Linked DNA regions of Rattus norvegicus: region 1 is linked to region 2. A link is a contact called in public Hi-C data. All regions are on one chromosome and are shown on one strand. The core of a region is the stretch at or near the end of the contact, and the rest is flanking DNA. Distances in the headings are between cores, read along the strand shown. Region 1 holds the start of Tpm1 (tropomyosin 1). Region 2 holds the start of Aph1b (aph-1 homolog B, gamma secretase subunit).

The links. Hi-C and Micro-C count contacts between places; a contact is called where the count stands out from the background.
Region 1: a Hi-C map of frontal cortex shows a contact between it and region 2, with 2.8 times the contacts expected there. The contact joins the promoter of Tpm1 here to the promoter of Aph1b in region 2. A contact is called at or near these places in 2 of 12 Hi-C or Micro-C datasets (frontal cortex and mammary epithelial cells).

The regions. Positions count from the first base shown.
Region 1 is chr8:76,541,686-76,544,692 of GRCr8, forward strand. It overlaps Tpm1 (tropomyosin 1), which reads right to left and starts at 1,730. Exons shown (of 10, transcript NM_001301336.1): 1 at 1,511-1,730; 2 at 273-398. The coding sequence starts at 1,624.
Region 2 is chr8:76,329,934-76,332,782 of GRCr8, forward strand. It overlaps Aph1b (aph-1 homolog B, gamma secretase subunit), which reads right to left and starts at 1,495. Exons shown (of 6, transcript NM_001047090.2): 1 at 1,246-1,495; 2 at 1-21. The coding sequence starts at 1,358.

The sequences.
Region 1 (3,007 bases), core at 480-2,979, 210 kb after region 2:
TTCAGAGGCCGTGTTCCCCAGCTTCTCACCCACCCACCTCCAACCAAAGGGGAGGAGGTAAAGAAGAGGAGAAAAAGGGGAAAGGACAGAATATAAATGAAATGTGCGCAGCAGCAGAGGCGGCATCCAGTGCTCTGGGCTATGGCCAGGCTGTGTGCAGGTGTCCTGTAGGAGGAGGATCACCCTCTTCCTTTGCTCTGCAGCCCCTGTGGTGACCCCCAGAGCGGCCACGCGGTCAGGGGGTGAGGGAGGCAGTGTGAGCGTGCACTTACATCTGTGGCCTTTTTCTCCGCCAGCTCCAGTTTCTCCTGGGCATCTTTGAGAGCCTCGGAGTATTTGTCCAGTTCATCTTCAGTGCCCTTGAGTTTCTTTTGCAGTGACACCAGCTCATCTTCCAGCTGGGAGTTGGCAGTGGAGTACGGGGGTGGGGGGAAGGAAGGGGGAAGGGGGTGGGGTGCAGCAGGCAGCGTGATCCCGCAAGGTGCGGGTTGAGGGTGCGTAGACCATAAAGGACAGGGACAGCGGGAAAGAGAGAGAGAGGGAAAGACAGGGAGGGAGAGAGAAAGAGAAAGTTAGCCATTCGTGTGCAGTGCCACACCGCGCGCCCGGGTACCTTGGCGGCGGTCTCGTCGGCAGCCAGCAGGCTGTCCTCTGCCTTGTGCAGCTCCTCCAGCACCCGGTCCCGCTCGTCCTCCGACGCCCGCAGCAGCTTCTCTTTTGCTGAGATGTCCTCCTCGAGCTGGGACAGCGGAGAGCGGGCGCGGGCGGCCGGCATGGACCGGGTGTGAGACACACAACAAACGGGTGCCAGGTTGGCTGGGGTCCTGGGGCTAAGGGATCGCTGCTTTGGGGCTCAAGGGACCCTAGGTAATCTCTCTCCCAGAGCTGGAACCACTCAGTGACTCATCTCGCATCCCACCCCCCACCCCACGCCACCCCGGGACCACACGCTCGGCCGAAGACAGCAAGCTCAGGTCCCCAACTTGAGGGATTGAAGAAACACGCCCTTGTTTGGCTAGCTTTCCGTCTGTGTCTCCCATTCTGTCCCATCTTTGTTCTTAGGAAATAATTCAGTGCGCTTCAAAGTTTTCAATCCCATCTTAAGGGCTCTCTCTCCCCAACCAAAAGGTCCAAAGAACTTCGGACACCTTAGGACTTAATCCTTGCCCCGCTCCCCCGCCCTTCCCTCCAGGCATCCCGGGAACTTGTATCCTTTCTCCCTTCCTCTTTCAAAACTGATCCCCAATCCTAAGAGTCAAGAGCCTCTTTACGGAGCTCAGTGGACTTCGCGGACCGTGGGAGCCAGAGAAGGGCCACAAGCGTCCTCAGGCGAGACAGAAAAGTTAGAATCAGTCTAACTCTCGAGCTTCTTCTCCTAATTTTTTTTTTAAATGCGCGCCCCTGGACATCCTGTGCTGGGGATAGGATGGGGAAAGGGAGCCAGTTCGGGTTCCCGGACTGAGAGACTGACGCGGAGTTGGGGCAGTGGGGGTTGGGGGTAGACGCAGACCTGCTTGCTCCGGTCTTCCGCAGCCTTCTTGTCAGCCTCCGCCTGCTCTGCTCGATCCAAGGCGTTCTCTTTGTCGAGCTTCAGCATCTGCATCTTCTTCTTGATGGCGTCCATGGTGGCGGTGGCGAGGGGCCCTTAGGCAGAGGAGCCAGAGGAGACGCGAGCGCGGTAGGGTGGCAGAGCCGGAGTGCGAGCGCGGAGCTGCCTGCTGCTCCCTGATATGTACTTTCCCAGGGGGGCGACCGCATTCCTTAGGACAGCCAATACTTTTTTGGAAAAGCTTGTTCCTCCTTCCCCCTTTCCCAGTCTCCTGCCTCCGCCCCATGCCCCCTCCTCGCTCCTCCCGCGGGGGCCTCACGCCCATTCGCTGCCGCCTGCCGGCCTCCCAGTTGACGGTGGATATGACTATATATGGGGACCCGAGCCTCCGAGACCGCGGCCGGGCGAGGCCGTCCTATTTCTAAACCTGCACGCCTGGGAAAGAGCTCCCGGACCTCGCTGGAGAGGAGCCCGGTACTGGGCGAGAGTCTCTAGCCACCTCCCAGAGCCGTCGCCTGGCGGTCAGGGTCCCCAGAAGAGTCTGTCGGGAGTCACAGGGAATCCCGGGAACAGGGCAGGTGGTGTGTGCGCACCATCTCACTTGGCCTCCGGGTCCTGGGGTGCTCACTGTAAGGTCCGGGGGCTGCCAGTCACAGCCACCGCACCTTGCATCTGGGCCTGGGAGTTCTCAGTACCTAGCTGCGTCCTTCTAGCAGCTCTGAGTCCACCCACCAGTCATAGTCCTGGGCTCTCACAGTCTGGAAATTTCAACCCACGCAGAGAAATAGAGGTGGAGGAAGGTGTGGGGGCCATTCCTGAGGCCCTGTCTCTCTGCCCGTGATGGTGGGCATAATGATACACACAGGAAGTCTCCAATCGTTTCACCAAGCTGGAGGTGGGCAGTAAAATACATTAGGAACTTAGGGCCCGGTTTGCTGAGTTATGTGCCTGTGCTGTGCTTTGGAAAGGGTAGAAGGAGTGTGCCAAGGTGTGTGTGTGTGTGTGTGTGTGTGTGTGTGTGTGTGTGTGTGTGTGTGGTTTGCTGAGTTATGTGCCTGTGCTGTGCTTTGGAAAGGGTAGAAGGAGTGTGCCAAGGTGTGTGTGTGTGTGTGTGTGTGTGTGTGTGTGTGTGTGTTGAGTTTAGACTCAGTTAACGTGGGGAGTGGGAGGGGTCTGGTCTTCAGTCATTAGCAGCTAACAGCTACATTGTGTAGCTGTGATTAGAAACAGCTTCCATGCTGTAGCTTCCCTTACTTTAGTCGTTTACTTATAGGGGCGTGGGCGTGGCCGTGGTGGGCTGTGGCGGTCAGAGAGCAACTCTTTAAGAATCAGTTCTTTCTACCATGTGGGTGTTCGATCCTGCACAGGTCTTTGAGCTTGATAGCAAGCTCCGTTACCTGCTGAGCCATCCATCTTGTTAGTTCAGTTTCCTCATATCTAAATTCAGAGGGTAGTGGA
Region 2 (2,849 bases), core at 245-2,744:
GACACCAACCAGAAGAAGGCACTGGAACACATAAGAAAAAAAGAAGATCACAAGTTAGCAATGCACAGAAAACAAATACCTTGTTTTTTTTTTTTTTAAGTAGGAAAGAAGTCCTTGAAGTGGTGTTCTGGATCAGAATTTGCTTATCAATGGTTCATTTTTCTCCTAGCAAGAAAAATAGTCCAAGAGGAAGGTCAGATGCATCCCACAAGACTGGTTCAGTGATCCTGTCGTGTGCACACTAGAACACTATCTGCCGAGGACTGGCAAAGAGGAAGTTGGTTATTGTCTATTTTTCCTAAGCGATGCTTTGCCTCATTGGTGTGCCATAGAAATATACAAGCAGTGGCCGTTATGATTTTCACATCCTCAATATTCACTAGAAAATATGAATTTAATGGCTTAAATGTCTGTAAAGATACGTATCTTTTCTGAAGGAAAACAAATACCTAGACCTATATTTACTGTGTGTACCATGGAAAATCCAGAAGTTGCAAACCCGTGCTTTGGTCCACTGCTTTCCAGGTCTGGTTCTTACAACCTTCCTGTGGACTTTAAGGACACAGCCTGCTTTGGGTTCAGCAAGTTTTGGGTTCAGCAAGTTTTGGGTTCAGCAGACTCTTGGTTTTTAATGGCAACAGCAAAGGAGCACTATTTAGTACAGGCAAAAAAAGACACTCAGAAAGGCTGGAGTCCCTGGCCTAGCTAGTGAGCTGGCTTGATACCAAGTCCTAGAAACTGTCTCAGCAGGTGCAAAGAGACCAAGACCACACACATTCACCAGCAGAGTTTGATGTTTACTAAGTTCGCAGAAGGACCTGCCCGGTCAGGTGTTGCAGCATTTTCTCAGGCTTCCACCGTTGGCTGCACCCCTACCATTACCCAGGGGCCTACAAGAAAAATCTGAGCCCAAACCCCTCACAGGCACTGAGTCCAAGAATGGGGGCTGAGGAGGTGGACAACTGATCCCCAGGCAGAGAGTGAGAACGACTCTTTGATGCCCGCTGAGCACTGGGTGAAATGAGAGATTCCTATGGAAAGACTAAAGCTCCATACACGAATGTATCTACTTATTCCCATCTTAGTCCACAGAAGCCAAGGGACACCTGCTCAGCCTGAGGGCCTCCCCCTCCTCTCAGCCTTTGGACGGTCCCACAAGCTGGAGCTACTGGGAGATGGGGATCCCGAGGTTGTGGGAACCCAGGTGGGGTAGGGAAACGCGGCGTCCAGGACGCTCAACCTCACCCGGCGATGAGGAAGATGACTCGCAAAGGGTCGGTGGCGATGGTGAAGAGGTAGAGAGCGAGCGCGGGCCCGAAGGCGATGAAGGCGCAACCGAAGAACACGGGCGCTGTCATGGTACCCGCAGAAGTCAGTCCCGGGTGGATCCAAGGTGCATGGGACGCTGTCTTAGCGGGATATGGGACCGGACACGCCTGCCAGGTGCTCCGAGCGCAATTAGAGAAGAGGGCGGAGCAGAGCCCAGGAGGCGGGGCCTCGAGATGCTCCGGGATTTTCCGAGCGGAGGGCGGGGCGTACGAGAGGCGGGGCCACAAGGCACTTTCCGGCCAATCAGAACCTGGGGGCGATGTAGGGCACAGCCTGGACGTGCTCTACTGCCTGTCAGAGCAGAGGGCCGGGCGGAGATCGTGAACAAGGACCTCGGGGTGCTCCAAGGCACGTCCGTGCAGGGGGCGGAGTGGAGTCCGGGAGGCGGGTCGCTGAGCTTCTTCCCAGCAAGGCAGGACTGGGAGAGGGACGGAGCTCGAAAAATAGAGCTTGTAGTGCTCAACTGTCAATTGTAGAGGGGTGTCCAGGCGGAGCTCGGGAGGTAGTTCCAGAAGGTGCTCCAGGCGCTGAAAGCGCGAATGGCGGTGCAGAGTTCGGAAAGCCGTTTCTTGAGGGGCTCAGAGCGCTGTCAGAACCTGTGCAGGGACATTGAGAAGCTTGGTATGCTGTCAGAGCAGCGGTTTCTCGAGGAGCTCCACGTGCTGTCAGAACCGGGGTGGGGTCCTCTAGGGGCTCTGTGTGCGTTCAGGGCAGGGGACAGGACCTCGAGGAGCTTCACAAGCGGTCAGAGCAGGGGCGCGGCCGGGAAGGGTTCAGTGTACTGGGGGCTTGAGGAGCTGGGCAGACCATCAGAGCTCTCCGGGTGCTAAGAATGGGAAGGGTTCCTTCTAGGTTTCTTCTCTAGGTTTCTTGGAGCAATGAAAGTCGGCGGGCACCTAGACCTCTGAGAGGCAATGAGCTACACCAAGTCTCAGACCTGCCAGCGCTGCAGATCCTTATTCCAAAATGTGGCCCACTGAAGACTTGAAGATGTGCCCCAGCACTCTTGCCCATGGGTATACATTGTTATTGGTGCTGGGCAACTGTGAGGTGGTCAAGCGAGATCACCAGCCCACTTTTGTGCTGAAGGTCAACTGAAGTAAACAGGACAGGGTCACGGTTCCTTTTAAAGTAAGTATTTTTCCTAGGTGCACAGTTGCATGAATGTGCTTGCTCCCAACCTATGTAAAAATCCAGACTGGGTTGATATGACCCAGGTGATGGAACCATTCCCTATGGCAAAGGAATGAAATACTGATTAATTGTTCTGACAAACTGATTTCCTTGCCACTAACCCCTTATCTTCAAAAAATTAAGTTTTTTTAAAAGGCATTCTCTAACCATATCTGAATTTGAATTTCAAGACAAACAGACACTGCTCTGTTAAAGATTCTACAAGGTTGATACTGACTAATTACAACTTCATGTTTGTAGAGAGTTGAAATGTTGTAGATACAGAGCCAAATTATCTTGGGCTTTCTAGCCTCTTTGATAACTGTTCATTACCATCTCTGCATCTG